Regions from separate parts of the Macaca mulatta genome. Here region 2 is linked to region 1. The links are chromatin contacts, called in public Hi-C maps. All regions are on one chromosome and are shown on one strand. The core of a region is the stretch at or near the end of the contact, and the rest is flanking DNA. Distances in the headings are between cores, read along the strand shown. Region 1 overlaps KSR2 (kinase suppressor of ras 2). Region 2 holds the start of PEBP1 (phosphatidylethanolamine binding protein 1).

Region 1 (7,709 bases), core at 3,793-6,292:
CCAAACAAACCAAAACAAACACTAACAAAAAGTAACCCAGAGTTGAGACCATGAATCTGAACCCTGGACCAATTAGGCATGTGTGGTTGTTGCTTATGGAAAAGGCCTTTCCTTTGTTCATTCTTGCACATCATTCATTCATTCATTTATTCATGAATCTATTCCATAATTTTAATTATTCCGGGGAAACTCACCGTGTTCATTGTTGGGAAGATGCAGAGATGACAGAAATAAGGCCTCTGCCCTCGAGATACTTGAAATCTGGTGTAGGTTGAGTATCCTGATCAGAATGCTCCAAAATCTGCTCTGGGTGACAGAGCAAGACTCTGTCTTAAAAAAAAAAAAAAAAAAAAAAGGCCAGGCATGGTGGCTCACACCTGTAATCCCAGCACTTTGAGGGGCCAAGGCGGGTGGATCACCTGAGGTCAGGAGTTCAAGACCAGCCAGGCCAACATGGCGAACCCCCGTCTCTACTGAAAATACAAAAAAGTTAGCTGGGCGTGGTGGTGGGCACCTGTAATCCCAGCTACTTGGGAGGCTGAGGCAGGAGAATCTGAACCCGGGAGGTGGAGGTTTCACGTCTAAGAAAAAAAAAAAGAATCTGGCAAAATTCTGTCATAAAATAATGTGAGGAGGGGTTAGTGGATATTTACGGCTTCCTCCTGCAGGTTTTCTGGGTCGTCCTTGGTCTAGGGTAAATTTCATGGTCGGCATTCTCTGCCTTGTTTTCCATCCCTCCCAGCCCAGGTCGCCTCATAACTTGTCTCATTTTCTTCAGGAGCCTGTATTATCCATTAGGACAATTCTGAATATAATAGAAAGAGTTAAATTGTCTCTTTGGCGGGGTCTTGGGGTACTTTTTCCTAAGAGATCTGCTAAAAAATTGTCTCCTGATTTGGAAGAAACTCTCCATGGGATGATGGCTATATTCTGTGTCTACACTGTCTAGTACAAGAGCCACTCTCTACAAGCAGCTACTGAGCATTTGAAAGATAGTTGGTGTGATCAAGGAACTGAATTTTTACTTTTATGTAATTATATTTCGGTTTTAGAAATTAATATTTAATTTATTAAAGCAAAAAAATTCATTCTATTTATTCCTATGCTTTCACACAGTATTGTTCTATTCATATAAATCTTGTTTGTTTGTTTGCTTTTGAGATGGAGTTTTGCTCTTGTTGCTCAAGCCGGAGTGCAATGGCACGGTCTCAGCTCACTGCAACCTCCGCCTCCCAGGTTCAAGCGATTCTCCTGCCTCAGCCTCCCAAGTAGCTGGGATTACAGGCACACACCATCATGCCTGGATAATTTTGTATTTTTAGTAGAGTTGGGGTTTTGCCATGTTGGTCAGGCTGGTCTCGAACTCCTGACTTCAGGTGATCTGCCTGCCTTGGCCTCCCAAAGTGCTGGGATTATAGGCATGAGCCACCGTGCCCAGACCTATTCATATAAATCTACCAAAATCTGGCAATCAGGTATAAGGAGATTTTGTATACTGTGTGCTCCCAATTACAATGTTGGTTAATTAAACATCTTCAAAAAATTTAAACTGCATTTATAAATTTGACATACAGTTTTTTCTTTCTTTTTTTGTTTTTGAGACAAGGTCTCGCTCTGGTGCCCAGGTTGGAGTGCAGTGGCGCAATCACGGCTCACTGCAGCCTCCACCTCAGCCTCCTGAATAGCTGGGACTACAGGTGTGTGCCACCACACCTGGCTAATTATTTTTTATTTTTTGTAGAGAGTAGGTTTTGCCACATTGCCCAGGCCGATATACAGGATTTTAAAAACTACTCTTTAATTGTTGACAGACAAACCTTCTTAACTACTTATATAACCCACAAGCCTGAAAAATTAAACTTATAAATACGCCGAGCCGTTTTCTATTAATAATATTGTACATAAATTGAATAGAATTTCAATTTAAAATACATGTCTAAATTAGGTATTCAGTTACACATTTCAAATTAGGCTTAGAAAGATGAACTCTTACTCTAACTGGCTAAATTATATAACATTAAAAGAATATAAAATAAAATACGCAAAATGTATGATCTCTTTAATTCAGATATTAATATCATGGGATTATTTATCTGAAGTATGCCTGTATTCATTCTGGATCTTCCTAGAACTTAAAGATGCTACCCCATTAAGAATACTGGGTTATGTCACACAATTCCAGGGTTAAATTCTAACGAATTTTTTTTTTCCAGGCAGTGGGAGGGGAGTTGAATTCCCTGATTGCCTGAGGTCACATAACCACCAGTGATTTCGGCGGGCGTGTTGTCCGGATGTTTTATCCACGACCCTGATAGGATGCGTGTTGATTCACTACGCATCTACGACCCCCGTTTATTCACTATGTTGATTGTTTATGTAACTTTAGTTAATTCCAGCGTGACCGTAAATAGCCGTATGTGGTAAGTTGCCTCTCTATTGGGAGGAGTTCTTCTCTGCAGCTCTAAATGGAACAGCCTCTGTGGCCAAAGTGGGAAGCTGCTTAGCAATTGCTGCAGTGAGACCTGCTTTCAGGGCATGTGTATTTTATCCCAGATTCATCTGCTCTTACCTCGAGTCTGGAATCTTAACTCTGCTTGCTTCTTAGTTCAGCCATAGCTACTAAGGCAACGTGTAGCTTACAGTAGACCCAGCAGCGTGTCTCTCTGGCTGCTACTTGGGGTCCAGCTCTCAGTACCCCCAGCAGTGCAGGGGCCACAGGCATGGGCTCTCAGAACTTCTGCCTACCTCCTCCTAGCCTTGCCTCCCCTAGTACACTACCTGCCACCAATTTTTATTTTATTATTAACAACATCATCCATCTTTGTCACTTGCCAGGAGGTCCCATGGTTCAAAATGTGGGTGCCGAGGCTGGGTACCCACCCTGCAAGCTGATATTTCTCTGTCCAGCTTGGCCCCTGGTGAATGATTAAGAGGAGGCAGGTAGTGTGTGTGTTATGCGGGGTGGTGACCAGTGGGAGGGAATTTAGGCGGATTGGCTTTGCCCCGCAAAAGCCAGCCCCGGATGAAAGCGTGCGCTGTTACTGATTTACTTTTCACGAAGGGCTCTTTGGTTCCAAAAAGGCTGGGAGTGATTAGTGCAGGTTAAGTTTGCCTGAATTCTTATTTTGCCTCTTGCTTCTCTTCCTTCTTTTTGGGGTTCTTGGTCTTGCATATCCGACTCAAAGCTGCCCTCTCCACATCTCAGCCCCTCAAGACTCATTCATGTAATCAGATCACCCAATGGGAACTGTGATATTTACAACAAATAAAGAACCCATCTCTCATAGGGCTGGGCGGCAAAGCCCCATGCAGTGGTTCTGAACTCTGCCTCTGTCTGAGCTATCTGGGGACCTTGTTGAAAAGAAAAGAGAAGCCCCTGTCCCCAGGAGTGCCTGATTCTGTAGGCTTGGGTTGGGGCTGAAGCTGGGGCTCAGCATGTGTATTTTTAACAAGCTCCCCAGGTGATCTTGCTACAAGCTCAAGTTTAACACCTTTGAACTGTGCTATGGAAATAAGGAAGGGGACAGGCTTGGGGGCAGCCTCCCTCCTTGTGTTTTATCTTTGTGACCTTAGGCAAGTTCCGTTGTTACTCTGTGCTGCTTTTTCTCATCTCTGAAATGGGAATAATATGGTTGGTTCTTAGCCCTTAGGGTGCGTATGACAGATAATATTCATAAAGCACTTAGCACATAGTAAGTGCTCAATAAGACTTAGCTATGTTTGTGATTATGAATATATTGTATAATAATTCATCAGTAACAGCATTATTAACACAAAGCAGTAGGCACAGGGCTAGCATATAAAAACAATCAACAAATGTCAGTTTTATTATTATAAATATATAATACAGGTTGAGCATCCCTAATCCAAAATTTAAAATCTAAAATGTTCTGTAATTGGAAACTTTTTTTTGAGATGGAGTCTTGCTCTGTCGCCCAGGCTGGAGTACAGTGGTATGATCTTGGCTCACTCCAACCTCCCCCTCCCGAGCTCAAGCCATTCTCCTGCCTCAGTGTCCCAAGTAGCTGGGATTACAGGCACCCACCACCATGCTCCGCTAATTTTTGTATTTTTAGTAGAGACGGGGTTTCACCATGTTGACCAGGCTGGTCTTGAACTCCTGACCTCAAGTGATCCACCTGTCTTGGCCTCCCAATAATCGGAAACTTTTGAGCACTGGCATGACATCACAAGTGGAAAATTCCACACATAAATCTTAACACTAACTCTGTAATGCAACACATTAAAAATATTGTACAAAATTACTTCCAGGCTATGTGTATAAGGTATATATGAAACATAATTGAATTTTGTGTTTAAATTTGGGTACCATCCCCAAGATATCTCATGATGTATAATGCAAAGATTTCAAAACCTGAAAAAAATCTAAAATCTGAAACATGTCTGCTCCCAAGTGTTTCGGATAAGGGATACTCAACCTGTATATGTTGCATAATATAAATATTGTTATATTTCAAATTATATTATGTATTACATATGAATTATCATGTGTGGGGGATGTATGCCTACACCTATGATGACATCAGACAATATACATGTAGAGTATAAATATTGACATAATGTATTATTGTGTAAATGTTAAAATTATAAGTATCGTGTAAGGAAGTTATTACTACTGGACCTGCTGTCTAGTAAGTGCTCATTAAATATATTAACCCTTTTTTTCTATTGTTTGTAATATTCACTAGCAGTAATAACATAGAGAAAAGGAAAAACCATCAGCAATAGTGAGGCAGCGGACAGGGGGCTCTTCCTTCCTGCAGAGGCAGCTGCCTGTGTTCCAGCATTCACAGGGGACTGCCCCAGACTGTTGGGTTCCTCTGCCTGGCCTAGGGATCTGGTTCTCACTGGGATCCAGAGCTGGGGAGAGAAGGAAGGGCGCCTCTCCCAGGCCTCCAGCCCTCCCTCAGCAGGGGATTTTCCTGTGGATGCAAATTGGCCGGTTACTTGAGACGTTCTCCAGTCAAATAATTCTCTCCCTCGTCAGCTGGGCCGCTAAGCGCCAGGGATGTTATGACAATGGTCGCCCTGGCAACGGCGGGAAGGCGTCGGGGCTGCCGGCTGTGGCTGCCGCGATTTCATTACCCGCATGGGGTCTGATCACCCGAGAACCTTAATAACACAACCAGGGACCCGGTCCTGCAGGTGCTCTGTGCCCGCTTGAAAAGGACTTGGGATTCATTTTTAGTGGCCTGGTGTTTAACCACCAAGGATGTTGGTTTATTGAAAGACCAAGGAAAATGTATTGAGCACCGACTGTATGCCAGGCACAGATCTGAACGCTGGGGAAAAGACAGGCAAAGCCCGTGCTCTCTTGAGCTGACATGATGGGTGTGTGGTGGTGGTGGTGGTGGGGGGGGGTGCGTAACCATGGAAACCAATAAACAGGATGATTTGTGAGATAGCGAAGTGCCACCAAGGAAAGAAAGCAGGGCGGCGTGACGGTGGCATTGAGGGGGGCTCGGGCAGAGGTGACACCTGAAGAAACGGAAAGGGTCGTTTATGCCTAAAGCTGACAGAAGAGCTCCGGACGGTGGGACAAGCAAGTTCAAAGGCTGGAACTCTTTGCTGCTCATCTGTACCTTTAGGGAGAAGGTAGCGATTATGGGGTGCTGATGGGCAGTCCTGAGGGACACAGAGGGCTCTGGAGCCTGCCTCTTTATGTGTGTGACCATAAGGCCAGCCCTGTCCCATTCCTGAGCCGCAGTTTTCTCGTGTGTAAAATGGGCTGAGAGCTAAGCCCCTTCCCTTGGCGCTGCTGCGAGGTCTACACCAGGGATGGTTCTTGCAAGGGCCCGGTCCGTAGAAGGCCCCCACGGTGTCCTGCATTCCCTCCCAGCTTTCATGGACTCCGCTTTTGTTTTATATATATGTAAAAAAAATAGCACCTAAAGGGTGAGGATCTGGGGCTCTGTCAAACCCAACGGCCAGTACGTTCCCGGAGGTCTCCAGGTTTGATCTGGGTTTAGATTTGGAGTGAAAAGTTCCCCGTTTCACATTAGGGATTTCAGACACGATTATTTTTAGCTCTGTCACATGGCTTGACTTTTTGATTTTGTGTGTGTGTGTGTATGTGTGTGTGTGTGTGTGTTTATGCTGCTAAATTTACCGCCATGCTAATACAGAGTACAGTAATAAGGCGCTGCGGACGCTCCGATGGGCCAAGGCCTGAAAAATTTTCCATCTGTCGTGGAAGGTGCCAGGCTGCCCCCTGGTGTGGAGATGGAAAATTACACCTTCGGGCTCCAGCTCTGTCGGATTTCCGCAACCTGTGATCCCTCTAACCCCAGGCCCAGGGAACCTTAGCCTACACCTGGGCAGTGCAGAGTCAGACGGTGGGCTTGGCTTGGGTGTGCTATTTCCAAGAGTCCTGTGTTTCTTTATTTGAAGATGGAACCTTTGTTTTTTTTCTTCAGTTCGGCTCTGCATGGACTTGAATTGAGGTCGACCTAAAAATCAATTAGGCCGCCTGGCAGGGTGAAGCCATACAAAGGCCCTTTTCTAATTGTGCTTCTCAACCGTTGATGCTCTGTTTCAGCAGAGAATTGTGAAGAGGGCACGGCACTGGGAACTAGAGGTCCTGAGTTCAAATCACGACCCTGATACTGCTTTATCTCTGTGATCACGGGCACGATTCCAGCAATTCCAAGGCCTGGTTTCCCCATCTATAGAATGATATTCACAATCGGGCCAGGTACAGTGGCTCATGCCTGTAATTCTAGCACTTTAGGAGACCAAGGCAGGAGGATTGCTTGAGGTCAGGAGTTTGAGGCCAGCCTGGGCAACATAGCAAGACCCCACCTCTACAAAAAATGAAAAAATTAGCTGGGCATGGTGACACACGCTTGTAGTCCTAGGTGCTTGGGAAGCTGAGGTGGGAGGATTGCCTGAGTTCAGGAGGTTGATGCTGCAGTGAGCTACGACTGTGCCACTGCACTCCAGCCTGGACAACAGAGAGAGACCCTGTCTCAAAACAAGTTGAAAAAAAAAATCTACTCACTCAGGATTGTCATGATACATGAACCATTCTGGAAAATAATTTATTTAGAGATGTTGGTAGATTAAGATGAATACATGGAAATTCACCAAGTAGAAGAGTCAGTGCCTTTCCCACCTTCTGTGGTGAAGAATCAGCTTTATCTTTTCTGACATTTTGCAGCCAATACTTTTCTGAAATAGAATAAAGAGGATTTATGAGGGAAATGAAATGGAGAAAACCCCAAACAACATCCAGTGCTCACTTTGAAAAAATTAGATTGAACAGACATAAGATGACTCCATCAGATAGCTATAAAAGTATCTAAAGGCTCTCTCTTGATTTCTGTACTTATCCAAAGGTATAGAAAAGGCACCTGTCTTCAAGTCCTGCCTGAAATAGCCCACCTTAAAGGCAGGGGTAGTGTGTAGGTGATTTTTGTATCCCTTGCTGTCTGTATTTTGAAAGCACCTCAGCCAGGCGCCGTGGCTCATGCCTGTAATCCCAGCACCTTGGGAGGCCAAGGCAGGTGGATCATTTGAGGTCAGGAGTACCAGACCAGTCTGGCCAACATAGTGAAACCCCATCTCTACTAAAAATACAAAAATTAGCTGGGCGTGGTGGCATGCATCTGAAATCCTAGCTGCTGGAGAAGCTGAGACACGAAAATTGCTTGAACCCAGGAGGCGGAGGTTGCAGTGAGCCGAGGTCA
Region 2 (7,709 bases), core at 3,612-6,111, 270 kb before region 1:
ATCCCAGCTACTTAGGAGGCTAAGGCAGGAGAATCATTTGAACCCAGGAGGTGGAGGTTGCAGTGAGCTGAGATCAAGCCATTGCAATACAGCCTGGGAGACAGAGCGAGACTCCATCTCAGAAAAAAAAAAAAAAAAAGAATAGTGAAAGTGATTTATGGAGACAGGAGTCAGAATATGGTTAGCTCTGGGGGAATTTAAGTAAAAAGGTCACATGAGAACTTGCTGGAGGATGGAAATGTCATCTATCTTTCCAATGGCTGGTACCTTCCATGGGTGTAGGCATTGATCACATTTGCTGACTGAACCCTTCCGATCTGTGCATTTTGTTACATGTAAATTATACCATACTACGAGAATATGGAAAAAGCAACAACAAGAAAATGAGTTACTGAGGCTTTTTTTAAAAATGAGAACACAGCTCTTACTTGAGAGAACTGCTTTATTCTCATGGGTAAGCTTCCCATAATTAAGCTGCCTAATTTTATAACTGCCCTAGACAACTTAATAGGTCCCTGGGAAATCTGTCCCTTTACCATCTACTATGCATATGTGAGAGGGTTTAAAGGCATCTGAAGCTTCCCGGTCTCCAGAGAAAACAAGATCCCGTGACGAACTGTCCATGTCAGGGATGTTCTTACACCCCTTCATGTTAACTCCTGGCTGGATAAGCTGTGCGAAAGCTAGGATTGTGACAGTTCCACCAAATGGAAACATCCTGCACTGAACAGCAGGCAGTAGAATGCATCTCTCATCATCAGCTTAGGCAGCACTTACCCAACCTCAAAGTTTCAATATGGTGGCCTTTCTCTTTCTATCTCTAGATGTCTACATGTGTGTTATATGTAATAGCTGTAACACGATACAACACAATACAATGAGTGTGTGTGTGTCTTCAATAGAGTTCTGCTGAAGTCTTCCAAATCTTTTTTCAATATACCAAGCTAGACTTTTTCAGAAAGAGGGAGCAAAAAATGAATGCAGAAGGCAACCTTATATAGTTAATTTGGAAACTGATCATTTCTGAAATTTTTTATAGAATTAGCAACTCAAAGATCACCCCGGGCAAAGGCCTGAGATAGTTTAACTGTGTATTCCACCCAGCGCAGCCCCAAAAGGCCATGCTAAGCTTTCCGCAACAGTGATTCCCTCTCACCGACTTCCCTGCTTGCTAAAGGGCTAGGGATGCAGAGGCCACTCCACACAGAGGCCACTCCACACATCTGTCCAGAACCCAAGGCTCTAGCCACCTGACACTCCTGCAGGTGTGAATGTGTGCCCTGAAGGCAGCTGCCCTACAGGTGAGCTGAGATGCTATTTCCAGCAGGGTTAAGGGCTCTCAAAAGAAAAGAAAAAAGGCAGGCGCGGTGGCTCACGCCTGTAATCCCTGCACTTTGGGAAGCCGAGGCAGGCGGATCATGACGTCAGGAGATCAAGACTATCCTGGCTAACATGGTGAAACCCCGTGTCAACTAAAAATACAAAAATTAGCTGGGCGAGGTGGCGGGCGCCTGTAGTCCCAGCTACTCGGGAGGCTGAGGCTTCAGAATGGCATGAACCCAGGAGGTGGAGCTTGCAGTGAGCCGAGATGGCGCCACTGCACTCCAGCCTGGGTGACAAGAGTGAGACTCCGTCTCAAAAAAAAGAAAAGAAAAGAAAAGAAAAGAAAAAAGCACTGAGCCAATCCGAATGTGCACCCGAGCTCCCTCCCAACCCTCCCACCAAAAACCACCTTTACTAACCTGTGCCCTTGGGAGGCCCTGAGCCCACATAATCGGAGAGGACTGTGCCACTGCTGATGTCATTGCCCTTCATGTTGACCACCAGGAAATGATGCCATTCCCTGCACGAAGAAACACGGGATGTCAGCACCACAGAAGATCAGGAACACTCGCTGCACAGCCAGCAACGGGGCATCGAGAACATGCGGGGTGCCAGAACACTGGCATCGAGAACATGCTGGGTGCCAGAACACTGGCATCGAGAACATGCGGGGTGCCAGAACACTGGCATCGAGAACATGCGGGGTGCCAGAACACTGCCGCAAACAACAGTCCTCACTTTCTCAGAGGCTGGCACGAACCTCAGGGGTTTGCAGAAGAGCAGACCCAGCCCCTCCCACCCTCTTTTTCTAGAGCAAAGGTCAGCAAACTTTCCATTAAAAGCCCAGAGAATAAACGTGTTAAGCTGTGGGGGCCGCAGTCTCTGCCGCAACTATTCAACTTGGCCTCGGCAGCACGAAAGCAGCCACAGATGACACACGGCTGTGCTCCAATAAAACATAACTGATGGACACTGACACGTAAATTTTGTCTAATTTCCACATCAGAAAGTACTACTCTTCTTTCAATTTTTCACCGATCATTTAAAAATGGTAAAACCAGGCCGGGCGCGGTGGCTCACACCTGTAATCCCAGCACTTTGGGAGACTGAGGCGGGCAGATCACCTGAGGTCAGGAGTTCGAGAGCAGCCTGGCCAACATGGTGAAACCCTGTCTGTACTAAAAATACAAAAATTAGCCAGGCATGGTGGTGGGTGCCTGTAATTCCAGCTACTCAGGAGGCTGAGGCATAAGAATCACTTGAACCCGGGAGGTGGAGGTTGCAGTGAGCCAAGATCATGCCACTGCACTGCAGCCTGGGTGACTGACTGAGACTCTGTCTCAAAAAAATAAAAAATAAAAATGTAAAAACCATTCTTAGCTCATGGGGCCGTACAAAAACAAGCCACAGGTAGATATGGCTCTCGGCTGTGAGTTACAGATACCCGCTGTAGGGGGCAAAAGGGCAGGAAAGGCATTCTCTGGCTTAAGCATGGGTGGGGGGATCCCAAACCAGGTCTACTTCTCCATGTCCAGCAAGGAACTTACACCCGATAAGTCATGCCTGCATGACCTGCTCTTCCTCGTCTTTCCCAACTCTCACCTGTATTTGGGATCCTTCCTGCTGGGAGCATCCGGGTCTGTCAGGACCAAGGTGTAGAGCTTCCCTGAATCAAGACCATCCCAAGAAATGCTGGTGGGTCTATTCTTAACCTGTATGAAGGAATCAGTTTGGAGTAAAAAAGTCAGAAATGCTGAAGAAACTGGCTGGGTGTGGTGGCTCACGCCTGTAATCCCAGCACTTTGGGAGGCCCAGAAGAGAGGATCACTTGAGGTCAGGGGTTTGAGACCAGCCTGGCCAACACGGTGAAACCCGTCTCTACTAAAAATTCAAAAATTAGCTGGGCGTGGTGGCGGGCACCTGTAATCCCAGCTACTCGGGAGGCCGAGGTGGTGGGAGGATCGCTTGAGCTGGGGAGGCAGAGGCTGCAGTGAGCCAAGCTCACCCCACTGCACTCCAGACTGGGCGACCGAGTGAGACTCTGTCTCGAAAAAAAAGAGAAATCCTGAAGAAACCGATACTCTTTCTTTGATCTCAGACTCTTCAAAGACAAAACGGAATAGATTTTTAATAAAATCAATGACCCTGTATTGACTGTAAGAGCCAGGAGCTGGAGTTTTATATACATCATTTATCTTATTTATTTATTTTGAGACCAGGTCTCCTTCTGTCCCCCAGGCCGCAGTGTAGTGACGCTATCAAGGCTCACTGTAGCCTCAACCTCCAGGGAGGGCTCAATCGATCCTCCCACCTCAGCCTCCTGAGTAGCTGGGAACTACAGGCTCACACCATCACGCCTGGCCATTTTTTTTTTAGAGTTGGGGTCTTACTACGTTGCCCAGGCTGTGTATTATTTCAGTCCCAACAACACCACGGGGCTAGTGTCCCAGCACACTATTAACAGAAACAGATGAGGCTGGGATTCCAACCTTGGCACTGAGTCCCCCTCCCAAGGACACCCTTACATCGTCTGTCCGGAATCACAGGGTTTCTGGATTTGGTGATCACGAGGCTACCTGGGGCCTGCTAAAGTGAAATCTGCATTAACGTTTCAAAGTGCAAAGAAAAGGAGAAAGCCAAGGTGGTGAGACGGGGGCAGGGAAAGGGAGGCTATGTTAGATGGCCACTTCATATGTAAACATCCAAAAAATTTAAATTCTGTGAACATCAAAAACAATGTAAGGTCGGGACAGTTTATTTAACACTGTTGCCCGGAGCTTCATAACCAACTAGCAGTGGCGTCTGCAAATCTAGTTTCTTCACTTTCAGCAGCCCCAGCCCCGTGGGCGTGGGAGGTCAAACAGCAAAACTAAACCGTCGCCCTCCAGCGTTCCGGCTGCACGCTGTCGACCGATTTAACAAAAGAGAAATCGGCCGGCGCGCTCATCGCCAGTTACATAATGCGTCACAGGCTCTCAGCCCTCCAAAACGAGGCCTAAAATGCTGACGCCCTAGGGGAAGCTCTGGGGGCGGGGGCGTCCGAACGGCCACAGTCTACTCCGTCTCGGGGACGTCCCTCTTCAGCGCCCTGCCCCGTTGAGGGAGAGGGGGATCCGGCCTGTTTCCGGACCTAGGCCCCTCTTGGGCCCGAAGCCCGGGAAAAGTGAATGAATTTCTGCTGCAGGCCGAACCTGCCTGGCCACGCCACAGGCCAGGTTCCCGGTGCTCGAGGTGGCCTCCAGGCATGGGACACGGACCCCGGTACCTCTGTCCTGGGGGGCCTCGACACACGCAGGCTGAACCTCCCCACCGCCCCTGGCCCTATTTCCGCTGGGTCCCACCCAGGCGGCCGGCACAGGCCTCCGCGCCGGGCCGCTTGCTGCACGCCCGCCGCCCGGTGTACCTGAGTGGGCGTCAGCACTTTGCCCAGCTCGTCCAACGCCGCCCCGGCGTAGGTGACATGCAGCGGGTGCTGCGGCTGCTCGTCCACTTCTTGCAGGCTCAAGGGCCCGGACCACTTGCTGAGGTCCACCGGCATGGCGAGGCCAAGCAAAGCGTGCAGCCGGGCGTGCCGCGGCAGGCTAGGCGCGGGCGGCGGCGGCGGCGGCGGCAGCGGCAGCCTAAGCGCAGGCGGCAGCGGCGACACGGAGGCCTCAGCGCACTGACCCGGGAAGGCGCAGACCCAGCGACCAAGCGAGAGCACGCGCCCCAGCCACCGCCCGCCCCGCGCACCGCCCCACGCCACGCCCACCGCTGCCTGGCCTCTGATTGGCCGAAGCTGGCAGAGCAGGGCCGCTCGCGCTCCTGGGTCCATGCAACCTGCTCCGGGTGGCAGCCGAGTTCTCGGGAACCGCGGCTTGGCCTGCGAGGCTGTTGTTTCAAGAAATGAAAATAAAGGGCGCCCTGGAATAGGTCCGCCTAAGAGAGAGGTTCGTGCCTTACAAAGTGTCGCGCTGAAAAAAAAAAAAAATGCAATTGAGTTCGCCTTGGTTTCGTTTTGGTTTTCTTAATTTTTTGTATGATTCTTTGCTCCACTTTCCAAGTTCAGCAATGTGGCCTGGCTCATACCTATATCGCCAGCACGTTGGGAGGCCAAAGCAGGAGGATCGCTTGAGCCCAGGAGTTTGAGACCATCCTGGACAACATAGCAAGACCCCATCTTTACAGAAAACTAAAAAAAAAAAAAAAAAAAGCTAGACATAGTGGTGCATGCCTGTAGTCCTAGCTACTCCGGTGTCTGGGGCGGGAGAATCACTTTTTTTTTTTTTTTTTTTCTGAGATGGAGTCTTGCTCTGTTGCCCAGGCTGGAGTGCAGTGGCACGATCTCGGCTCATTGCAAGCTCCGCCTCCCGGGTTCACACCATTCTCCTGCCTCAGCCTCCCGAGTAGCTGGGACTACAGGCGCCCGCCACCACGCTCGGCTAATTTTTTGTATTTTCAGTAGAGACGTGGTTTCACCATGTTAGCCAGGATGGTCTGGATCTCCTGACCTCGTGATCCGCCCGCCTCGGCCTCCCAAAGTGCTGGGATTACAGGCGTGGGCCACAGCGCCCGGCCGATCACTTCTTGAATCCAGGAGTTTGAGGCCACGGTGAGCTACGATCTTGCCACTGCACTCCTGTCTGCGCTTCAGAGTGAGACCACATCTTCACACACACACACATACACACACACACCAAATTCAGAAACTGTAAGGCCTTGCTTTTCTCTTGTACTTCTTAAAACGAGCCAGATTCTCTGTATTTTCACACAAGATCACTTGTCATGGTAATTGCCTGGTGAGAGCACCTGAGTGAACTTTTGAGCATTTAAATATATGGGGAAATGTATTTGTCCGTTTTCTCCACTCAAAATTCGTCCTCACAAAAGTCCTGAGAAATGTTTGGGTTTTGTTTTTTTTTAAAAAAAAACATTTTTAAACCGTATTTATTCATACCAAAACTGCTCTTACTGTGACCACCAACTGCTTGCTTTTTGCTTTTTGCTTTTTGCTGAATATGATGAGCACTATTTTTTTCTTTGTTTTTTGAGACGGAGTCTCGCTCTGTCACCCAGGCTGGAGTGCAGTGGCCGCATCTCGGCTCACTGCAAGCTCCGCCTCCCGGGTTCAGGCAATTCTCCTGTCTCGGCCTCCCAAGTGGATGGGACTACAGGCATGCGCCACCGCGCCCAGCTAATTTTTGTATTTTTGGTAGAGACAGAGTTTCACCATGTTGGCCAGGCTGGTCTCAAACTCCTGACCTCGTGATCCAGGACAACATGGTGAAACCCCATCTCTACAAAAAAATACAAAAATTAGCCCGGTATGGAGGGATGTGCCAGTAATCACAGCTACTACCAAAGTTGAGGCAGGAGGCTCACCTGAGCCTGGGAGTTTGAGGCTGCAGTGAGCCGTGATTGTGCCACTGCACTCCAACCTGGGGGACAGAGTGAGACCCTGTCTCTACAAAAACAAAACAAAACAAAAAAGTCTTCAACATTTTAATGCACCATCATTTATTCAACCATCATTTATTCAACAAGCCTCTTGATGTACTCTGTTTTGTTCATTGTTTTCCTTTTACAAATATCACTGAAGTGAACCTCCTTATACATATATCTTTAAAAACTTGAAAGACTGTTTTTGGAAAGTTTTATTACATGGGAGCTTTTCTTAATTAGGTCAAAAAATACACACGTTATTTTTTGTTTGTTTTGAGACAGAGTCTTGCTCTGTCGCCCAGGCTGGGATGCAGTGGCACAACATGGTGAAACCCCATCTCTACTAAAAATATAAAAATTAGCCAGGCGTGATGGCACACACCTATAATCCCAGCTACTCAGGAGGCTGAAGCAGGAGAATCACTTGAACCTGGGAGGTGGAGGTTGCAGTGAGCCAAGATTGCACCACTGCACTCCAGCCTGGGTGACAGAGGTAGACTCTGTCTCAAAAAAAAAAAAAAAAAAGAAAAAAAAAGAAAAAAGAAAGAAATGTTTACAATATATTCTCTGAAGCCTGCTATTTGGAGGATTTTTGGGGGAGGGTTCTCCACAACCCCTTATCATAACCCAGACGTTCCTTTCTATTGATAATAACTCTTTTAACCAATTGTGAATCAGAAAATTTAAAAATCTACCTATAACCTGAAAGCCCTCCCACTTCAAGTTATCCTACCTTTCTGAACCAATGTATTTTTTTTTTTTTTTTTTTTTTTGAGACAGGGTCTCGCTCTGTCACCCAGGCTGGAATGCAGTGGTGCAATCACGGCTCACTGCAGCCTCAACTTCCCAGCTCCAGCGATCCTCCCACTTCCCACAGGTGTGTGCCACCACACCTGGCTATGTTTTGTATTTTTAGTAGAGACAGGGTTTTGCCACGTTGCCCAGGCTGGTCTCGAACTCCTGAG

Evidence for each region. A called contact is a pair of places that touch in the nucleus more often than the background predicts.
Region 2: a contact with region 1 is called in a Hi-C map of fetal cortical plate, with 3 times the contacts expected there. The contact joins the promoter of PEBP1 here to the enhancer-like site in region 1. A contact is called at or near these places in 2 of 14 Hi-C or Micro-C datasets (fetal cortex germinal zone and fetal cortical plate).

What each region holds. Positions count from the first base shown.
Region 1 is chr11:125,142,569-125,150,277 of T2T-MMU8v2.0, reverse strand. All of the region lies in intron 1 of KSR2 (kinase suppressor of ras 2), which reads left to right. Among named protein-coding and RNA genes, the nearest start is that of KSR2, 92 kb to the left of the region's middle. Within about 2 kb of position 5,042, at least 13 of the 40 cell types and tissues checked have an H3K27ac peak or open chromatin away from gene starts, as enhancers often do. A contact at or near this core is called in fetal cortex germinal zone and fetal cortical plate, where this site is marked.
Region 2 is chr11:125,411,225-125,418,933 of T2T-MMU8v2.0, reverse strand. It overlaps PEBP1 (phosphatidylethanolamine binding protein 1), which reads right to left and starts at 4,861. Exons shown (of 4, transcript NM_001246199.1): 1 at 4,727-4,861; 2 at 2,926-3,035; 3 at 1,743-1,843. The coding sequence starts at 4,861.